Linked DNA regions of Hordeum vulgare: region 2 is linked to region 1. A link is a contact called in public Hi-C data. All regions are on one chromosome and are shown on one strand. Each heading gives the region's core, a stretch centred on a gene start, on an enhancer-like site or on the middle of the called end of the contact. The rest is flanking DNA. Distances are from core to core; before and after follow the strand shown. Region 1 holds the start of LOC123411247 (DAG protein, chloroplastic-like). Region 2 holds the start of LOC123411204.

Region 1 (5,807 bases), core at 1,978-4,477:
ATACTGACAATTGAACACAGACCAGACGTCCGGAGAGGACCGAAAATCCGAGTTATATGACTCAACTTCTTCTGGTGGTAGGTTCCGGATTTCCGAAGGGGGTCGGACGTCCGGCCCTCGGACGTCCGGAGGGAGCCGGAAATCCGAGTTATAGAACTCAACTTCTACTGGTGCAGGGCTCCGGATTTCCGGGGCTGGTCGGACGTCCGGCCCTCGGATGTCCGGAGGGAGCCGGATTTCCGAGTTATATGACTCACAAACTTCTGGTGAAGGGCTACGGATTTCCGAAGCCTGCCGGTCCTCCGGCCCTCGGACGTCCAGAGGGAGCCAGATGTCCGAGGCAATAGACCCGTTTTGAGATAAGAGCAGAGTGGAGACTATGTGGTATTGGGTATGACAGTGAAGATGTGGTACGATCAAGTTCATCGCAAAACCTGTGATCCCCTCTTAATAGTGCGGGATCCCTATACTCAATATCAGTAAACTCAAAAGAATAGTCTACATCATCTTTTCTTAATCCCGAGCCTTCTCAAAATATAAATCCCAATCTTCTCAGACAACCTTTGGCACATAATTCTCAATCTACTAAAGTACTTGCCGTCCTGAGATACACTCAACAAATAGGATTAGTTTCCTATGTATGTGTTGTTATTAACACCAAAAGTCGATTAGGGGCATAGCATGCACTTTCACACTTGTAGGCGGTAGTTTGGAGTGGAGGCGTCATTAATAAAAAATGCATGCCCGTCGGTAAGGGGCTAAAGTTACACATCGACTGACACTTAATTGCACGTCGACTGCTAGACAATTGCATCAAACAAGGACGAATTAGTACATAAAAAAGTTCTTCGAAATGTATCCACGCAAGATCTAATTTCGAAGAGCGCGTCGTGAGGATTCTTATGCTAAAAGCGGATCTTAATTTCAATGGCAAGTCAAAAGTTATGAAAGTTGTTAGAAAAATGAAAAACGGAATTAATGTGTTCATACCTATTCTCATCAATTAAAACTATACGTCCACAATTAGAAAGAAAGTTCTACATTGGCTCAGTCAGTTGCCCATGGACTGCTAGACAGTTGCATCAAACAAAAATTAAATTGCATACACAAAAGTTCGTTGGAACATACACATGTGCGATCTAGTTTCATAGAGTACATCAAGGGCATTCCAACGGTGAAAGCGGATCATAATTCTGATGTTCGAGTCAAAAGTTATGACTCTTTTAGAAAAGTGAAAACGGGAATTCCGGATTAAATGCGTTTACATTGGTTTGCGTCAACGAAAACTGCACGTTTACGAGTAGAGAGAAAGTTGCATATCGAGTGTCAGCCAGTTGCACATCGACTGATAGACAGTTGCAGCAAATAAGGATAAAATTGCACACAAAATACTATATTGGAACATACCTATGCGGGATTTAGTTTCGAAGCGCGCGTCACAATGGTTACAACGGTGAAAGCGGATCTTAATTCCAATGCATGGTTTAAAAGTTAATTTTAAAAAACCGATAACCCAAAACAAATGAGTTCACACCTATTCGTATGGTTGCTATTGTAATTCTCCTTTTTTCATGTATACTTTTCTAATATGAATCAGAAGAAACAAAATATATCTTTATATAGATTACTAAAAACCAAATATTTCCTTTTTTGCTCGACCAGTCCCAAACGCTAGGGAGTAGACATGTCCTTCGTTCTTAAATGTATCCTGATGAAAGTAGTTACTAACAGTAGCAGTTAGTTGGCCTAATGGTTAGCCTCCCTGTACAAGCGCGGCCACGCGAGTTTGATTCGTGGTTGGCACTTTTTTCTTGCGTTTTTTCGTGTTGTGTTTGTTCTTGGGCCAGCCTACCCAGATGCGGTTGTGCGTGCTGGTTACGTTCTCCGGCGATGAAGGCGGCGAACTCCTACCCGCCGCTCGCTGCGGTAGGGGGTCGCTCCCACGCACAGGGGGCGCCCGACTGGGCGGGGCCAGCTTTTCTTTTTGTCTAAAAAATCAGATAATTTCCTTTTTTTTCTTTTTTGCTTATTTATTTTTTCCTTTTTTGTCTCGTTTTTCTTTCCATTTTTCTTTTTTGTATCAAAGCGAACAAACATTGAATTTCTCAGTCATTTTTTGAAAACATAAATATTTTATAAATTAGAGAACAAATTTTAAAGTGCAAATAATTTTTTGAAGCATGAATATTTTTGGAATCTTGAGAGTAAATTTGAAAACCAAGAACAATTTTTAAAAATCCTGAACAAATTTGGGACAGCGAATAATTTTTTAAAGCATAAACATTTTTTGAATCTTGAGAATAAAATTTTGAAATAGAGATCAGTTTTGGAAACCTCGAACAAATTTGGAAGCGTGATTTTTTTTTAAAGCAAGAGCAGTTTTTGAATCTTGAGAGAAAATTTTCAAAATGAGAATAATTTTGAAAAGAACTGAAAAAAATTCATAACATGAATTTTGTTGAAAACACGAACATTTTTTAATCTTGAGAACAAATTACGAAAAACAAGAACATTTTATGAAAAAAATGGAAAATCCAAAACATTTTTTGAAAATCCAGAAATTTTCTAAAGTAAACAACATTTTCCGAATTTGAGGAACAAATTTTGAAAATCCCAAACATTTTCTGAAAATCCAGAACATTTGTTTTTAAAGTTGAAAGATTTTTTTAAATTTGAATAACATTTTTTGAAAATCAAGAACATTTTTCTTAAAAGCAATTTTTTTTTCGAATTTGAAGAATAATGTTTGAAAATCCTAAACATTTTTAGAAAATTTGGAACAATGTGTGAAAATCCTAAACATTTTTAGAAAATTTGGAACAATGTGTGAAAATCCAGAACATTTTTTGAAACAGAAACAAAAAAGAATAACGAAAAAGGAAAACGGAAAAAGAAAGAAAAACCAATTCAAAGAACCTCTAGAAGTTTAAATAAAAAAAGGGCGAAAAACATCTAGAAATTTTCGAAAACTGCAGGCCTTGAAAAAGTTAAACATCCGGTCCACTGCCGAACCATGGCTGGGTATCTGTGCGAAGCCCTGACTATTTGACGCAGTGCGCGTTAAATAGGGTTTTTCTGTGAAGGCGCGCAATAGGAGCTGCCAACAAGGCCGTGTTTCTCAAGAAAAAAGAGGGCCTGGAGACAGACACGCGGTCCGGATAGCAGCCTACCCAGCCCATCCTCACAAAGGCTCCTAAAACCCTTCTCCTGAAATATCTCATTCTTCTACTCGACTCTGTCTCACCTTATCCGCAACTCGCAAAACCTCACTCCCCCCACACGTACGCTCGCTTCAATGGCTGCCCTGCCGACCGCCGCCGCCGCCGGGCGCGTAGCGGCCAGCGCCTTCACTTTCCCCGCCAAGCCCTCCGCTTCCTCCTTCTCAGCCGCTTCTCTCCCCCGCGCCGCCGCAGCGGCGGCAGCCTTTCCGGCGATCGCCCTCGCACCGGCAGGGGGCCTCCAGCGTCGGCGGAGGCCGACGGCGGCCGGCGCGGCGCCTGGGAGCGAGCAGAGGGAGACCATACTGCTCCCCGGGTGTGACTACAACCACTGGCTGATCGTCATGGAGTTCCCAAAGGACCCCGCGCCCACGCGCGAGCAGATGATCGATACCTACCTCAACACCCTCGCCACCGTTCTCGGCAGGTAAAGCCGTGGTTTCCCTTTCTCCCTGCTGATGACTCTTCGTCTGTATGTCTGGTGAGAGAAATTTGGCGCATTTTCTTATTTTCGTAGAGAAAATGCTAGCAATTTCCTAGTGGCTGTAACTCGAAAATTATCGACAAAATGTTAGCAATTCCATTGGGTCGGCTTGTAGTCCTCTCGTGCTTCTGAAATTGCTATGCAGGAGATAGATATGAAACAGGTGCTTCTTGTTTGACAAGATTTTTTATCGTATACACATCAAATGATCAAATGTCTATTTGTGAGATACTTGGAACCTTGTTCCAGCATTGCTGCACATATGAGAAGAGCAGCAGTGCCTGCATCTGATGTGACGTGAGCATGAGTGTAGTTTAGCAGGGTGTAATGTAGGCTTAAATTCTTCTTCTTTAGTTTGATATGGTGCATCCATATTCTGAAGGGTGTATACATAAAAGTCTAAACTGAGTAACTTGTTACAATTGCAGCATGGAGGAAGCCAAGAAGAACATGTATGCCTTCAGCACAACCACTTACACTGGGTTCCAGTGCACTGTCGATGAAGAAACATCAGAGAAGTTCAAGGGTAATCCTCGATTTACGCGCTGTTTTGGGGCACATCCGTTTTTGCACTATTTTTGGAATTCCCTTCTTTAAACTGTTCTTACGTTGCCTGTAGGTTTGCCTGGTGTCCTGTGGGTGCTCCCTGATTCCTACATCGATGTAAAAAACAAAGACTACGGAGGTTGGCGTGACACAATATGTGTAGCTGCATGTTTATATGCTTCTCGTGTCTTAATCACTACCGTATTCACTTTTTTTTTCTCTCTTCAGGTGATAAATACATAAATGGTGAGATCATTCCGTGCACATACCCAACCTACCAACCAAAGGAGCGGAGGACCTCAAAGTACGAAAGCAGACGGTATGAGAGGCGAAGAGATGGCCCCCCTGCCAGCAGGAGACCGAAACAACAGGCCGGTCAGCCTGAGTCAGCATCTTCATGAGGTAGAATTGCATGCTAATCCACCCTTATCAACAGTTTTGTGTTTAAATTGACCCAAATCCTTACCGTGCCAGTTTTGCAGGCGTTTACTCGCGTACTGAAACAACAGACTGCTCAATTCTATCATCAGGCTCCGCCACCAAGTATTGGGAGAGCTCCTAGGCACAAAACTTCATCCAAAGCCCAAGATATGATGTAGCACTTGAGCGAGCGACCTCCGCAGCTGGATTTGGAGTTTTGAACCATGAGAATAACTTGAGTGGATTTGCCATCTAAATGTAACAATAGACTGAAATCCTGGTCGATAAAAAATGTTACTCAAGTATCTTGTGATATTTTCTGTAATGTTTAGTAGTATTCCTGATCGTGGGAGTTCGTTCACTTTTAGCTTGATTGAACTGAAGTTAGCTTCTAGCCATGGTACCGATAGTCGGATTTTGCTTGGAATTTAGGATCTTCTGTCGAGTTTGATTGAAAGCCCTTGCTATGTGGAATACGACGAATGTGTGTACCTGTTATTGTAGTTCGTGAGAAACCTTGAAATTTGTGTCATTATTATCAGATGGTCTAATCATAAGTAAATAGGACATCTCTAATAATTTGTATGTTATTATTATTATTATTTTTGCTAAAGAAAAAGCCATCGAGTAAAATAACAAATGTAAGTAGATAGGAAAAAGAGCAAAAAATGGGATTTACGTAGTCTGATTTTGATAAATGTTAAGTTGTTCGATTTTTTTTTTGGATAAATTCATTTTTTTAAATACATTATAGACGCAAGCGCTTATATATACGTGCAAACACTCATCCATATGAACGCACACCCTACCCCTATGAGCACCTTCAAGCAACCAAACTGACATATCATCTTAGATTTACGAAGTCACCGTAGGCGTCTTGTCGTCGACGGAACGTCTGCTCTCACTGAATATGCGTTGCTGAAAATCCTGAAATAAATCCAAAAATAAATGCAAGAACCAGGACTTGAACCCTGATAGGCTGAGGATACCAGAGTCTCTTTAACCATCCAACCACAGGTTGGATTAATGCGATCTTGCTAAACTTGTGGGACGATGACTAACACTTGATTTGAACCGAACCCCCTACCCTAAATGCATGAGACAAGGCTTCTCTCAAGTTGAGCCTTCAACTTCTCATT
Region 2 (5,807 bases), core at 2,406-4,905, 320 kb after region 1:
CATGTAGTTTTTTCTGGTGACATTGGAGTGCTCGTTCGATAGGGACGCACTGCACTCGCGTTAACCATGGAGTTATGAAGTGATGTGAGAATTGTTATTCTGCACCCAATGTCAGAATAGACAATCTATATATTCGTTGCCAAGAATTGCGATAATGTCCTGAAGTCCATTAATATTCTTATTCTACCAACACTTTATCACTGTGCGAAGCACCAAACTGAACCATATAAAAAATAAAAAGGACCCCCCAGCCCACCCACCTGACCACACCACCCCACTCCTCCCCACCTTCCTCTCTCTACGCCGCCCACATCTCACGTCGTGCGCGGGGTGGCCACCTCCCTCCTCCCCCGACATCCCGTGCCGCCCTCCCTCACTTTCTCCCCCACGCCCTACATCACAGCCTTCCCCACACCGCCGGCTGCATCGTGCGCCGCCTCTCCTCTCCTCACGTCGGCCATCGCTTCCCGACGACACAACCAGCAACAGGATTTAGGCCTCACCGACCCGCATCGCCACCTACCTACACCGCCCTGGCCCGCACCACCTTCACCCAGCCGTCGTCCCCGGCACATGTACCGTCGCCATAAACCTTCAAATCTCGACAGTCGCCCGACCCACCACACCACCTCTACCCGTCGCGGTTGCTGTTGCAGAGGAATCCTTTGCTGGCTCTAGCCCGCACCACCTCCGCCTGTCGCTGTTCCCACCAACGCATGCCTCCCTCGACGGTTCCATCCTTCGCGGATGGATTTCTCCCGAGCCGCGCCTTGGGATGCCAAGGAGGGCGTGGCTCAGAGTTCCCCCGCCACCCCATGTCCAGCCAGTGACGGATCCGAGCACCCTTCCCCCACTCAGCTCCTAGATCCAGCAATACCTCGTTGTGGTGATGCGGTTCCGATGGAGGGAGGCCATACTGAGCACGACCATCAATGGCATTGGTGGCTCGGCCACCCCTCCTCCTTCCTCTCCTAGTATTGATCCACGGTGAGTCAACACCTTGTTGCTGGATACGTTCTCATGCACGACATGGACACATTTGACATGGATGCATCTTCAGGTCCATCCATAGTGGAGTCTCGTGTCGGTCAGGTTGCAGTCCGGCGCCACTGCCATGCAGTTTGGGTGTCGTGGATCACAGTTCCCTTTGACTATGAAGGAGACTCACGTGTCACTGTGTCGAGCCACCGATGGGTGCACGCAACATGCCCGGCCCCTCCCGGTGCCGTGCAGTCCTCTTTTTTATCAAAGTGGTCCAGTCGCCCCGGCGTCATCGTACGGTTCCTCGCGTGCAGTTCGAGCCACGACGTGCAAGGTTTGTCGCTTGACACACATTTCACTCGAACTGGTGTGGGCCAACCAAGACCCAAATGCGTTGTGCATATTTTTCTTTTGAAGAACTCGTAAACCACATGTACAATTCACTTGCGAGCGGTGAGCTCAGATATGCTTCACATGAGCTCACCTCTGTTCGGTCCATCGGTGCATCGATGTAGTGCGGTGTGTGCGTGTGTGTGGTCCATGTATTGTTTGCCTGATTCCTTATCATGTGCAGGTCGTCTCACAAAGTAGAATGGAAAATTCTTCTTTGAAGGTGAGCAATGTCATCAAAATCTTCCATTTTAGTGAAGCAACCAAACTCGATTTGGCGTTGCAGGTGCAGTTCTCATGTATTTCATTTTCCAACCGGGCAACTGTCATTCGACCAGACGCGCTGTAGACCAGCGGTTCAGTTTGTGGATGCTTTCAGTCCAGTGCCAATTTGTGGGCACGACGAAGATGCGCAGTTCTGTCAGAGTGGCCGTGCGGTTCGACCATAACAAACATGCAGATCCTCGCAAATTTGTGAATGCATTTTTCTGACATTCACTAACCTTGACTATGTGGTCATTCGACCTCGTAGTCCTAGTCCATTTAAAAATGACGCGGTACACTGACCTTGATCATGTGGTCCACTTAATCATATGAAAAAGGTTAGAAAAAGTAATTAAAAAATCAAGCAGACTACTTAGACTCGTGTCCCGGTTTGCTTTTCCCCTTGATGTGGTTCACTTGCCCTCATCACTGCGGTCCACTCTCGTTCATAAAGTAATTAGAAAAAATAACAAACCAGAAACCATGAAGTTCGCTTGCCCGTCGGATGTAGTGCAGTCTTCAGTCCGAAGAAGTGCATTCTTCTCTCTGATGTAGTTCACACGTCAATTTTGTTGTCCTGAAAAACAACCACATTTCGGTAATTTAAAAACGGCTCTTAAACTGCAAGGAACTAGAGAGAGCTTTCTACATAAAAGAGTTGTGCCTCATCGATATCTTTCCAACACTATGTCATTTGCATCATTCGAACGAGCGATTTGAAAAAAATCATGAAAATATGATCGCTGCCAATCGTCAGCCGCCACACCATTTTTAATATTCATTTAAAACCATGAGGAATCTCAACAAATGTCCAACATATGAAAGTTGCACCAATTCCACAACTTTTCAATGCCGCATCACACGCCTCGTTCCAACAAATAGTTAAAAAACTACAGCGGAAACCATACCAAAAAAATAAAAAATATTGCAAAACAGAGTTCCGTGTTTCGATAAATTTAAAACCGCCCTCAAAACATAAAAAAATATAGAGTGAATATACACGAAAAAGTTGCACCTAGACGAGCGGTTTAAAATGATGTATCATTTGATTCATTCCGATGAGCGGTTTAGAAAATGGCACGAAAATACGCTCGCTGTCACTTGTGGGGCGTTCAGCTTTTTCGAAACTGCTCTTAAAACATCAGGAATCTCGAAACGTGTTCAACATGACGAAGTTGTGCATTTTCCATAACTATCCAATGATATAATATATGCCTCGTTTCGATAAACTGTGAAAAAATGGAATGAAAACGATGCTGAAAAAAGCGTGTAGTTTTTTCTGCTCACATTGCATTGTACTTTGACTAGCAGTGCAGTTTTTTAGCTTTCGGAGAAAGTTCGGAAATATTCTCAGAATAACTATTCTGTATTCTGGACCCAATATTAGTGTGTGTGTGTCCTACACACCAACCCATGACCACTACGTGGGCTATAGATCCAATGACATCATATTGCTTATGAAGACGAGGGAGTGTCTCCTTGAAGATGGAATAATGTTTTCCTCGCCTGTTCCCCGCCTCGACGGTGCATCTATCCTCTTCCGAGGGTGTGTGGAGGTGCGTCTCCGGCGGATCTCGTGGAATTTGGTCAGCGTTTATCTTCGATGGATCCTCTTGAATCTGGTCTTCGTTTGTTTGTGTGCGTGTGTCTGAGGTTAGATCCTTCATATCTACATTTCTCTTCATCGACATTGATTTTTATTTTGATGCGCTTGTCCTATAAACCTTAACATGACGATTTTTCGACTGTCTTCTACACCAAGATTTGCTCGGTTTCAATAAGGAAATGTTGATGTCGACAGGGCGCGTTCAGCTTGCTCCAGTTATTATAGTCGTCGCTAAGTCGTTTATAGATCTGGATGCATTTTTTTACTTTGATATTCTTTGTACTATAAAAGAACTAATGAATGGAGTGGATAGGTAGCCTTTTCTTTTTGGGAAGAGGCGCGGCGTATCTTTGCGTCGGTCGACCGACCCGGTTGTTTATGGATAGCTGCCTTCTAACCGAAAATAGTCGGCGGGGGCATCTTGGCCAATCCGCACCAACCACGGAGAGAGTGAGCGAGGGAGCAGATTGCGCGCAGTAGAAACTCGAGAAAGCATTTAAGAAAGCGAGACCTCGCACTCGCAGCAGATCGAACGGAAGCTCTCGCCCAGCTCCACCAACTTCTTCCAGGCCAGCCAGCTCTCCCACTCACACTCGCTGTCAGATCCCGAGAATGGCGGTCGTCCCTCAGCCGCTGCTGGCCTCCGCGCTCCTGGCGCTCCTCCTCGCCGCCGCCTCCGCTGCCGATACTAAGAGTACGTCTCTCATCCCTTGCACGATCGCTTCTCTGTTTGCTGTCGCGCGCTGCATTTCCTTAATTCGTGCCTTTGCTACTGAGCGTGCACTCCGGTTGCCGACCAGGTGTTTGGATCTGACCTCTAGCTTCAGCTGCCTTGCGGCGCATGCGCTTCGGCTGCTCGCAGACGCCGGCCTTGAGGTCTTCGTTCGGGTCGTCGAGCTCGTCGAACGCCATCTCAGGGTCGGCGTGGATCTCGAGCGCGGGCATCTATTTCTGCTTGTTTGATATAAAAATGCCATGTTGGTGACACACTTTCGGTCTACTATAATAGTTCTTGAAATCCAACTAGAAGCCTTTACAAATTCGGAGTGTGTGGAAATCCAATGACACAACTGTTACCCGTTGCCATGTAACTCATCTGCACACCACTTAATACTTTTTTTTGCGGGGTTACACAACACTTGACACACTAACAAAAATGCAGAAATGTTGCTTAATTGCAAAAAAATCATGGTTTCATTATGTTGCATGCATTATATGTTTAGCCTTTTTATGCTTTTCCTAGAAAATAAATTAGTTTTTAGTGTGCTCAGCACATTATTACTCCATCCAATCCAAATTAATTGCCGCAGCTTTAGTACTTGTACTAAAACTGTGACAACTAATTTGGATCGGAGGGAGTAATAATTTTTATCAGTGTAAATTCATAGCGCATGGACTAGTTCTATATAACGAACTGTAAATTATGAAGTGGAAGTATCACAAACTGTAGGACACCTGGTATTTTCTGCTGCTGTTGTTAGAATCCAGATCTGGTCATGTAACATTTTTAAGGCAAAAAGTAGTTCCCCGTCAGATTGTTTTTATCAGAATAAGAAAATGTGCGACCAACCTGCTAGGTCTCCGGCAACCAACAATGTCCCAACCATTGAATTAGCCTTGTCTTTGATCCTTTCATTGTAGCTCTGTGCTTCTCCGCTTATCTTTTAATCCGCGTGTATTCTGGTCCCTCCTGATGATGGAGAGTATGTGCCTTCCCTTTCGGCCTTTGGCTTTGGGTGCACCCGCATGATTTCTAAATGATCAAGTAAAATTGCGAAGGCTGCTGATTGTTAATGATTCTTTATAGTGCTTATTACTCCTAGCATGTACCTATTTGTCTCAGCATATTGTGAACTAGCTCTGATTTTTAATTGCTTATTTATCATTTTGATCCTGCAGAAGGTAGTTGCTTTACCTTTATATAAAATGGTATGTTAGTCGGAGTTGTTACTTTTTTTTGCACACATCTGAGGAGCGGCCTCAAATGTCAGCAGTGTGAGCGATTCCCAAGCAATTAGTGCAAGTAAATAGTAATTGCTAACTGCCAGTCTGCCACATTATAATTTGAAGCGTGAAAGATTTACATTCACCTATCTGAATATTGCGTATTTTCAGTAACCTCATATAATCATGCATTTGTTAACTTCTACGTTGATTGCTCAAGCAAATACCAATGTATTTGTGTTTTCAGTATGTTGTGTGCTAGGGTTAGGAAGAGGTTCTCGCTCCTGTAGGCAAGATAGGAGAACTATTCTTTTATTTTCCTGCTTCCTTTTTTCCTTATAGGGTCTCCTCTTTGTATAGAGAACTAATAATCCAATCTAACATCTAAGTAACAAATCGTAGACATTATCTCTACAATTGGCTTAAGGCCCAAGCTACAAAGATACTATATTCCTGATTTAGATGAGAAAGTTTCAAATCGAGAGGTCACAGGCAACCTCTGCCAAACTTGGTCATGTACTGTGCGTACATAACAAACCAGCTCTTGCACAACTGAATGCTGGAATTTCTAGTACTACTCAAATTTCATCCTTGAATTATCTCATTTACAGATAACCCTGCC

The links. A called contact is a pair of places that touch in the nucleus more often than the background predicts.
Region 2: a Hi-C map of leaf shows a contact between it and region 1, with 4 times the contacts expected there. The contact joins the promoter of LOC123411204 here to the promoter of LOC123411247 in region 1. A contact is called at or near these places in 2 of 6 Hi-C or Micro-C datasets (leaf and seedling) and 1 of 1 datasets of contacts at active chromatin or transcription factors (embryo).

Annotation. Positions count from the first base shown.
Region 1 is chr7H:400,973,689-400,979,495 of MorexV3_pseudomolecules_assembly, forward strand. LOC123411247 (DAG protein, chloroplastic-like) reads left to right here and starts at 3,228. Exons shown (of 5, transcript XM_045104181.1): 1 at 3,228-3,645; 2 at 4,131-4,228; 3 at 4,322-4,387; 4 at 4,477-4,650; 5 at 4,723-4,973. The coding sequence starts at 3,296. The coding sequence ends at 4,649.
Region 2 is chr7H:401,288,277-401,294,083 of MorexV3_pseudomolecules_assembly, forward strand. LOC123411204 reads left to right here and starts at 3,656. Exons shown (of 2, transcript XM_045104148.1): 1 at 3,656-3,935; 2 at 5,797-5,807. The coding sequence starts at 3,854.